3 separate regions of the Mus musculus genome follow, and regions 1 and 2 are each linked to region 3. A link is a contact called in public promoter capture Hi-C data. All regions are on one chromosome and are shown on one strand. The core of a region is the stretch at or near the end of the contact, and the rest is flanking DNA. Distances in the headings are between cores, read along the strand shown.

Evidence for each region. Capture Hi-C pulls out chosen DNA fragments and counts their contacts.
Region 1: a promoter capture Hi-C map of liver shows a contact between it and region 3, with 5 times the contacts expected there. The contact joins the promoter of Nbeal1 here to the promoter of Ndufs1 in region 3. A contact is called at or near these places in 5 of 39 promoter capture datasets (the 3T3-L1 cell line, frontonasal cranial neural crest, hippocampal neurons and 2 more), 2 of 115 datasets of contacts at active chromatin or transcription factors (astrocytes and embryonic forebrain) and 1 of 9 other capture datasets (liver).
Region 2: a promoter capture Hi-C map of adipose tissue shows a contact between it and region 3, with 2.8 times the contacts expected there. The contact joins the promoter of Abi2 here to the promoter of Ndufs1 in region 3. A contact is called at or near these places in 1 of 39 promoter capture datasets (hippocampal neurons), 1 of 115 datasets of contacts at active chromatin or transcription factors (astrocytes) and 1 of 9 other capture datasets (adipose tissue).

The regions. Positions count from the first base shown.
Region 1 is chr1:60,179,167-60,182,213 of GRCm38.p6, forward strand. It overlaps Nbeal1 (neurobeachin like 1), which reads left to right and starts at 1,433. Exons shown (of 55, transcript NM_173444.2): 1 at 1,433-1,519; 2 at 2,297-2,588. The coding sequence starts at 2,538.
Region 2 is chr1:60,407,896-60,411,102 of GRCm38.p6, forward strand. Abi2 (abl-interactor 2) reads left to right here and starts at 1,724. Exons shown (of 12, transcript NM_001198570.1): 1 at 1,724-2,024. The coding sequence starts at 1,908.
Region 3 is chr1:63,175,247-63,178,499 of GRCm38.p6, forward strand. Ndufs1 (NADH:ubiquinone oxidoreductase core subunit S1) reads right to left here and starts at 1,576. Exons shown (of 19, transcript NM_145518.2): 1 at 1,340-1,576. Eef1b2 (eukaryotic translation elongation factor 1 beta 2) reads left to right here and starts at 1,585. Exons shown (of 6, transcript NM_018796.3): 1 at 1,585-2,045; 2 at 2,508-2,630; 3 at 3,193-3,253. The coding sequence starts at 1,966.

The sequences.
Region 1 (3,047 bases), core at 183-2,682, 3.0 Mb before region 3:
AACTTGTAGATTAATCTAATAAGCGAGAATAGATAAGGGCTGGAAGATGGCTCAGTGGTTAAGAGCATTTGCAGCACACAAGACAATGTTCCCAGCACCCATGTCAGGAGCCCCCACCCCCACCCAGACCTCCAGCTCCCAGGGATAAGATATCTTCTGGCCTCAGAGGGTATACAAACATATGTGGCACAAGGACGCACACAGGGCATGTGGGGGCATTAGTATATTTTAAAAATAAAGGTCACATAGTGAACCCCCATGATGGCATTAGTAGCTTTACATTTATTTATCTATTGTGCATGTGTATATGCCAGAGGATAATTTTCATGAGTAGGTTCTTGCTTTCCATTTAGTGAGCTAGGGTCTCTTGTTTGTGGCCAGGGCTCGCTGGCCCTCCAGTCTCCATCTTGCATTTCAGGAGGTCTGGCTTGCACAGCAAGTCATCTCCCTCCCTTTCCTTTCTTCTTCTTTTCTTTTGTGGCAAGGTCTCATGCGGCACAGGTTGGTCCCAGACTTGCTAGGTAGCCCATGTCAGCGCTGAACTCCTGATCTCTCTCCCTCCATCTCCTAAGTGCTAGATCACAGACCTGTTTCTTCAGGGTGGCTTCGATTATTTCTGAAGCTTAGTGATTACATATAGAAGTTCATTTTATTACTTTGTTTCCTTGTGTGTGCTTGTTAGGAATCAAACACAGGGCATCTCAGATGCTAAGCTGCTCTAAAACTGATTTTTTTATATGTTTGTAAAATTTCACAATAGTTTCTTAAATGTTTAGATTTAAAAGGTTAATCTTACGCTTTTCTCCTCTCTTAAAACAATAGCAACAACAACAACCTTAAGAAAGTGTGTGCAGCTAATAAGACTGCCTTTTGCTTCTTTTTCTGAAAGACGGAACTCATTCCGTACAGCAGTCTCCTTGGAACAGACACAGAATGGCAGTGACAGTACAAAGGCAACGACGCCAGAACAGGTAAAGATTTCTTTTCTTCTTTTTTCGCTTTTGAGCTCTGTCCCAGGACCAATCCCATTTCTACAAAGAAATCAAATCGAGATCCCTTCGAGACGCCCTAGGGTCGCCGGTCCTCAGCTGATTCGCAGAGGCGCCGCCAGGCGAGGAAAGTTCCGTCCGCCCCACCTAGCAGGGGCGGGGAGCGACGTCAGCACGTCGGCCCTCACGTCCAGCTGGGTGACTACTGACCGGAATGCCCAGGCTGGCTCCGACCGCTTTCAGAGCCTGAGCGAGGGCACTGCGGCTGCGCAGGCATGCCGGGGGAGGGGCTTCGGGGCTGAGCGGCCCTCGAGGAGCGGCTGCCGGAGGGCCGGGTAAATCCCCAGAGGCCGGAATGATTAGCCCAGGGGCTGCTCCGCCCCTGGCTCCTCCCACCCCGCGTCGGCGCTACCCCGCCTCCGCCTCCGCCTCCCGCCCGGCTTCGGGGTGACACGGGGCTTCGCCGCGGGCAGGGCGGAGGGCAGCAAGTTAGCCCGCGGCGGGGTGGCGCCGGCGGGCCTGTGAGCGTGGTGAGGGGACGCCGAGGTCGGGCGGAGGCTGCCGCGGGGCGGGAAGGCCCGGGGGAATGCGGCGCAGGGCTGCAGCCTGAGGGGCGGCGGCGGCGGGCGAGGGGGCGCGGCCGGCCCGGGCGGGTCTGGCTGCGGCCGGTTGGCGTGGGTCCCGGGTCTGGGTCCCAGAGCGCTCCGGGCCGCGCTTCTGAAGTTGATTGGCACGCCTGACGTTTGTCTCTCTTGTTCGTAACGGGGACGCAGGGAGGAAATGGAAAGGTCCCCGGACTGCTGCGAGGCGGGGTCTGGGGTCGTCCCACGGGAGGTGGTCCTTGCCACGGTGTGTGAGCCCCTTTCTTCTTGGGTGGAGAGGTGGAAGCCAGGTAGGCAGGATGACTTTCGCTGTGTGGATGGTTAAAACAAACAAACCAGGAATTCCTCGGGCCCTCCCCCCACGCCCTGCCCTGCAACGCAGCAAACATTCCCAGCAACTTTTAAGAAGCTGGCGAGAAATCTCGGATATTTGTTGTGTTTGATCTGTGCTCCTGGTTAAAGGAAGGCGTGAGTAGGGAGCCGTCTTCCTTCCCATCTACCGCAGTTTTGGTTGTGAATCTGCCTGGAAGGTTTTAGTATTTTATGTTGATCATTAGTCGTGGTGTGCCAAACAGGAGTTTCTGGAATATCTAATCACATTAAAAATTTATCCCTTTGAATGGGGTGATCAAGGCAGACGGATATCTGGATTTTTTTTTTTCAAATGTGGCTTAAAAAAACTTAGGATATTTTTGTATTTCACAGACCTATTTACGAGACCAGCTACCCCTGATGAAGAAGTGTTGGAGTAGTTGCTGAAATTGACCCTTATTGACCTGAGACAGTCTTATTTGTTCTACGAATTTTTTTTTTTGTTTTTTTTTTGTTTATTCCACTGCTTTGAGCTTTACTGTAACGGCTGATAAACTTGGAAAATAAAGTAATATGATATGGTCTTGAACCGTCTTTTTGAGGAAATATTAAAGTACCAGAGTGGAAAGCCAGAATGGCAGCCAGAGAGAGGCTCTTTGAACTTTGGATGCTTTATTGTACAAAGGTAATTTGCTTTCCTTTTATTTCTGTACTTAAAATTACTTGATTATAAAATTTTGTATCCAGCATTATGACCTTATTGTGTAGTGTGTTTGTGCATATTGATAATCCTGAACTGGCAGGTGTGGTGGTGCATACCTTTAGTCCCAGAACAGAGTCCTAGAACAATGCCGGGCCAGGTGGTGTTATGTGAGTTTGAGTCTATCCTAGTGGACGTAAGACATTTCCAGGACAGCCAGGGCTGCAATTCTCAAAACAGAACCCCAAACAACTCCCCCATCCTGAATTTAAAAAACATGCAAGAGAAATAAATAAATTTTAAAAAACATGTAAGAGATCTTGAATTTCCCATATTTATTTTTCAGTTTTGAGTACATTGACAATATTGGCCTGCTATTAAAAACTTACAAATATTTCTTTGATATATCTTCAGTGATCTCAAAATTATATAGGTAGATTGTAC
Region 2 (3,207 bases), core at 474-2,973, 2.8 Mb before region 3:
TCCTTTAAGATGAAAACTACAATTTTTACATTAACAAACTTTTAAAAACATTTTCTTGTTTATGTGTGTGTTTCTATCTGAGTGTATGGCACATGAGTGCAGGTACCAGTGAATGACAAGTCAGGGTGTTGTATCTCCTGCAGTGATTGTGAACAGCATGACACGGATGTTGGGAGCCAAACTCTGATCCGCTGGAAGAACAGTGTGTGCTCTCACGGCTGAACCATCTCTCCAGACCCATCAACACAGTTTTTTGATTTACTGGTTTGTATAAGAGTCTGATCTGATGTTTGTTTTCTTCACCTGTTTGTACCTCATTTCCTGAAACAAGTGCATGTGTCTATACATAACTATCCCCCTCCACACACTTTAGGCTTCTCTTCTTTTTCCACACATAGTTAAACTCAGCTACAAACCCCAGCTCTCCCTTTTGTTTTTAACAAGCTTCTCACACTTAGAACATTCACACTAAGACAGGTGTTTAAAGTGCTGAACAATAGATCCAGGTGGACCACATCATCATTTAAAAATACTGTTTTAGGCTCTGCGGCAAAAGCTCACGCATATTGGTAATGTATTTATCATAAAGCCAACGTAACAACACAGGGTTTACTCCACAAATATGTGAGCGAGTGCATTTGATTTTTTTCTAGGAATGTATAATCGTTCCCTCATCATCTGAAATTTGATCACAGGAGGCCAAGTGACAGCAAGAGCAATAAAAGTTGAAACCACAAATCCTAAACTCTAAACCCCTCTAAGATGGTGGGTGCCCTTTGGGTTTCCACAGAACTAACAAAGATTGTGGTCTTGATATCACAGAAGGTGTCAGTTTTATTTATTTTTTTCAAGTTTCACGGTGTGGGCCAATCATATTTATGAAAAAAGATTAGATATCTGGATAACAAGACCAGGATGAACGTCCTTGAATTTGTAGTACTTAATCTGAAAAAAACGCACGTTTGTCATTGTTCGTTTAATCTTATTCATGCTACAACCATGTGAATAAATAAAATAGTACCAGCAAAACCACCATCGAAATTTTAAAAAAAGTGAAGTGAGGAGGAGGCCCAGGCTGGGCAACCACAGCATGTGGCTGTAATTCCAGTCAGCCCGGTCTATACAGGAGACCATGCCAAGAAGAAAGAGAGGACAGGACAGGGGACGGAAGGGAGTGAATGAATGAATGAATGAATGAACGAACGAATAGGTTTGGGACTAGGTAACTGCAATTTGTAAAGAAGCCGATGAGGTTCAAGGTGGTATTTAGAGCTGCCTGGAAGTTCAGTGGCTCTGCCTGTTCGGATGAGGTGTTATCTTTCACAGAGCTTGTGAAGACACTGTGTCCTCTCCCTAGGCGAGCTTCCTCAGGCAGATGACCTCCGCAGGGTTCCGGCCCCGGGTGAAGTGCAGAGGTGAAGATGGGGGGCGGCGGCGTGAAGCAGCAGGGAGCAGAGGTGCATTCCCGCCCGGCTAACAAAGGCTGCTGAGGACTCCCAGACCCAGGAAGGCCGCGCGGGGCCGAAGGGTTAACCCAGAGCCCCGCTCCCGCGCGCATCCCGGCCCCCGCCCTCCCGTCGCTAGGAGACGCCGGAAGTGGGGGAGGGGCGGCGCGGGTGGGAATCTTTTTCGGGCGCTGGGGGCGGGTGGAGGGGAGCGCGCGTGCGCGCGCCCGTCGCCGCGGTGACCGTCCTCGCGGCCCGTCGGCTCGCGCCCCGCCTCCATTCCCCTCCGCCCCCTCCCTCGTCGCGCGCCGTAGGGTGTGTGTGGGGGGGTAGCCGCTCGCTCCTCCCGATTCCCGCCGCGTCCGCCGCTGCTCCTCCTCTCCCGGGCGTCGCGGCCGCTGCCTCTGCGGGCTGTATGAGGAGGAGTAGGAGGAGGAGGAGGAGGAAGAGAAGGATGTGAAGATGGCGGAGCTGCAGATGCTGCTGGAAGAGGAAATCCCGGGGGGCCGCCGGGCTCTCTTCGACAGCTACACGAATCTGGAGCGGGTGGCCGACTACTGCGAGAATAACTACATCCAGGTGCGATGCGACGCGGCCCCTCGCGCGGCTCGGCGCGGCAGGACGCGGGCTGTGAGGGGCGCGCGGGGCGATGGCGAGCGGGGGAGGCCGCGCGGTGCTCGGTCCAGGGAGCCGCGCCGGGGTAGGGACAGGGCGAGGGCGGCGGCTGCAGGGAGCGAGGGTCGCCACCAGGCCCCAGCAGCCCCGTGCGAGTGACCGGTGCGGTGCCGTGCGGTGCGTGGCGTCCCGCCCCCTCGCCTCTGCCCCGTCGCCCCCGCAGTCCTCTCCTGTCAGTGTTCCGGATGGCGGGGGAGGTGGCGAGTGGCGTTTTCTGTCTAACGGGATCTTGCTCGATGGCAGGCTTGTGTGACAGAGGGATAGGTTACCCCCTGCCCAAATTCCGAGGGACCCCCTTTTTATTAAGGGGTCCTTTTTCTGCAAAGTGAAATGCCTCACTTCTCCATTCCTGCGAATGTACCCTGAAGACAAAACAAAAATTCTTAACCCTTAAGTTTAAACATTTTTAAAATGTAAAAGGGGCATGGTGGAACGGCTGTCTCTTATTGCAAGTTAATACCATTTTTTTTTTCTCCTCCCTGTGGAGAATGGGAAACTGATAATGAGCTGCCTTTCCTTCTCAGGTCTCGTTAGAATAGGTAATTTTCCTTTGGGGAAAAAAGAACTATGACTATTTTCACAAAGAATTAGGGAAACGAACCACATGGTTTAGTTTTTTTCCCATGATGATTGGTTTGGCCCAGGGACTTCAGTGTATGTGTGTGTAGGAAGGTGAGAAGTGTGTGTGGGGCGGGGCATTGGTGAGATGAGAACCAGCTGGTCATGGGATAAATGTAAAAATTTTGTGAAGCAACACTTTAAAAATTAACTCATGGTATGCAAATCCAGTATCTCTTGTTTTCCGTAGGGCTTATACTGAATTACAGGTTGTGTCTACATTTTTTTTACTCCCGTTTAAATTCTTTGGATAAAATGGAATGGAAGCGTGATGCTTAAACTGTTAGCTGTATTTTAATGTTCTTGTCCCTACTCCCGTCCCTGCAGATATCCTTAACAGCAGTTGTATTGAAAACATTCTCAAATCTGAGTATGAATTGGAAAAAAAAAAAAAACCCCAAAAAACCAAAACAAAAAAACCCAGATGCTGCAATTTATAGGATCTTAAGTTTTTTGAGGACCACATTGT
Region 3 (3,253 bases), core at 326-2,825:
TTAACTTGGACTCCTAAACTTCAGGCCTCCACTTCCCAAGCAAGGAGCAGAATTATCAACACGCACCACCATGTCCAGATTGGTATATATTTTACTGTTGTTGTTGTTGTTGACATTCATTTACTTACTCCGTGAGTGTCACCATAAACACACAAGGAGGTGGGTGGGGCGGGTGCCTGTGAAAGTTAAAGGACACCCTTTGAAAGTCAGTTCTTTCTTTCCATCAATGTGGGTCCTGGAGATCTAACTCAGGATGTCAGGATTGGCAAGCATCATTTCCAACTAAGATCTTTCCCAGCTCTAATATGTATTTTAGACATAGTATCTACCAAATAGGAACAAAAATAGCCAGTCAAGTCAGGGATGTAGCTCAGTTAGTAGAGTCCTTACCTAATCACACACAAAGTTCTCCGTTCAATCCTCACATCTCAGCCTCCCCTTTCTGGAATTACAGACAGGTACCATCATCACACCCTGGCTCTAATATCTTGGCTGTATCTTATAAAAGTAACTTTCTAAAAGGCGCTGATGAGCTGGCTTAGAATATTAGATTTAGTGATGGGGTGGGGGTGGATCCCAGAAATCTGTTTGGTCTTACAGACATGAACCTCACAAACTTGAAGACACCGCAGCTTCCTGATCTGCAGCGGACTCCAGGCTAACTTTTTAAGATTCATTTTTAGTTTATGTGTGCATGTGCTTATCTGTGTGTGGGTAATGTGCACTTCTAAGTGCCGGTGCTCACAGTCCAAAAGAGAGTGGAGAATTCCCTGATAAGGTTACATGGCAGCTGGGAGTCTTCTGACTGGGCTAGTGGGAACCGAACTCGGATCCTCTCTGCAAGGCACTCTTAACCGCTTGACTCTCCCTCCAGCTCCGACTGAGCTAACTTTTAGTTTTTGTCAGTTCTCCCCGTCGGTGGAATGAATAAAATACTACCCAACATGATCACCGGGCTAGACAAAAACAAACAGTAGCGTGGACAGGTTCAAGACAGCAACTAAACCGATGCCTGAGGTTTAAGTCTCTCGTGACCCTGGGAGATGAACCGGTCTCCTGATGACAGGGCCATCTCCTGTCTTCCCCTGCAAAGAGAGAGTAGCTCGCAAGCCCGGACTCCCAAAGGTCTCCTGATCGGCTTAGGCTCCATCAGACCAGAAACCAAGGCTCATAACCCTCACCTGCCGGCTCTCCCGGGTTCCAGAGGTGGCGGGGCAGGAGCTGGTACCCAGTCAAGGGCAAGAGGAGAACGGCTTGTCTGACCTATGGGATGCAGACCTGCCAAAAAAGAAAACACCACTCGAAGCGCTTCAACTTGCCCACTTCAACGCGTCCTCACCTTTCCTCCGGAGCCCACCGAGTAGTTCCGCGGACCTGTCCGGGTCTCCCTGACCCCTCAAAACCCTGGCCGCTAAGTCAATATGGCGGCCACGGCAACCTCTGTCAGCCCGACCTGGAGGACGGAAAGCCAGGAGGGACTAGAAACACAGATTCGACTGTTTTTCCCCGTCTTCGGACCTGTTCGGCAATTTCCGAGAGCGAGCCCGGGAGGAAGCGGAGAAGACGACTTGGACCTGCAGTTCCGCCGGAAGTAGCCGAGGCCTTGCGTCCGAGCGCTTTCGTTCAACTCCGGCTCCTCAGAGGGCGTTTCCCTTCGTTTCGGAGTCCTTGGAGCGAAGGCATTTTAAAATGCCTCCTTTATTAATTTTCTTCCAAAGACAAGGGAAGGCCGGCGGACGACCTGTGGGCCCTTTAGTTACCAAGTCGCAGTGGTACGCGGAGGACCGAGACTAGGAACGGACCTTGACCTTTAACCTCTAGCCGGGGCGGCGGAGGGAAACGCCTCCGTCTCTATATAAGGAGTTTTCCGGACGCTCTGGGTCCTTTTTTTCCCTCAGCGCTGGCCGCGGCCTCCCGGCGCTCTCGTCCTCCGCTTTTGCACAGCTCCCCGTTCCAGCCTTCGCCATGGGATTCGGAGACCTGAAAACCCCTGCCGGCCTCCAGGTGCTCAACGATTACCTGGCGGACAAGAGCTACATTGAGGGGTGAGCAGGAGCCGAGAGGCTGGGGGGCCGGGGCCACGTGGCGCGGGCTCGGCGGGAAGGAAGCGGGTCTCCGGATGCTGGGGGACGCCGAGTCAGTGCTCCCGGGGCCGGGATGCCAATGGAGCGGGACCTCCCGGGAGGGGCTGCCAGCATTATAATTGAGATGATGCTTGCTCTCCGTGTGCCCACGTCCAGCTGGTTCTTCCGCGTCTTTGGACAAGTTAGTTTGTTAGTTGAAACCTGTGGCAAGTCTGGTGGGATGAGTTCTCCTGGGTGGCAGATAGTTCTTGGGCTTGCCTAGATTCAAACATGTTCTGTGTCCTTTCAATGAGAAGCAACTTAGGCTAGCCCTGTAATTGTTCTCACTAGTTAGCTTGACGGATATGGGCTATGTCATTTACCAGCTAGTGTTTGTGTCTTTTCTTTTAAAGGTCTGTGCACTTGTTTTTGTGTCACTGGCAGGTACGTGCCATCACAAGCAGACGTGGCAGTATTTGAAGCAGTTTCTGGTCCACCACCTGCTGACCTGTGTCATGCCCTACGTTGGTATAATCACATCAAGTCGTATGAAAAAGAAAAGGCCAGGTAAAGGTATCTTTGTGCTACCTGGATTTTCACATGCAAAGTAGGGACCGGGTTAAAGTTGGCTTTAGCATTGCTGACCTAGTGTGAGCTGAATTTCTTTGTGACCTTACAAGGCCAAGAGACTGAAGTCCTCCATTTTCTCACAGAACAGGTAGAACATGGACAACCGCAGTTCACCTTTCCCACACCTCTCTGATCATGTGCTTTGGACCTGGGGGGGCCACCGCTGGGGTGTGAGGGTAGCTCGCTCATTCGGTCCCTGGCCATTCTTCTGAAACTACCAGCAAGGGTGGAAGTTTGGGGAAGTGGATTCCAGTTCACTAAGAATGGAAGTGAGCATACTTAATGAAATCTCAAACAGATGTTCATTCTGAAAGAGTAAGCCGTAGTGAGTACTGAATACAATGTCTCCCATGGGTGAAGAGTAAAGTTATTTGCCTGGGATTGTGCTAAAGGTTAAATAACCAGAAGAGAGTGGGAGTTCCTGGGAAAGGAAGATTGTGTGTTTTGCCTAGAAAGGGCTTTGACACTGACCTAATGTGGCAGAATGTTTGTTTTCAAGCCTGCCGGGAGTGAAGAAATCTTTGGGCAAGTATGGCCCTAGCAGTGTAGAAGACACCACA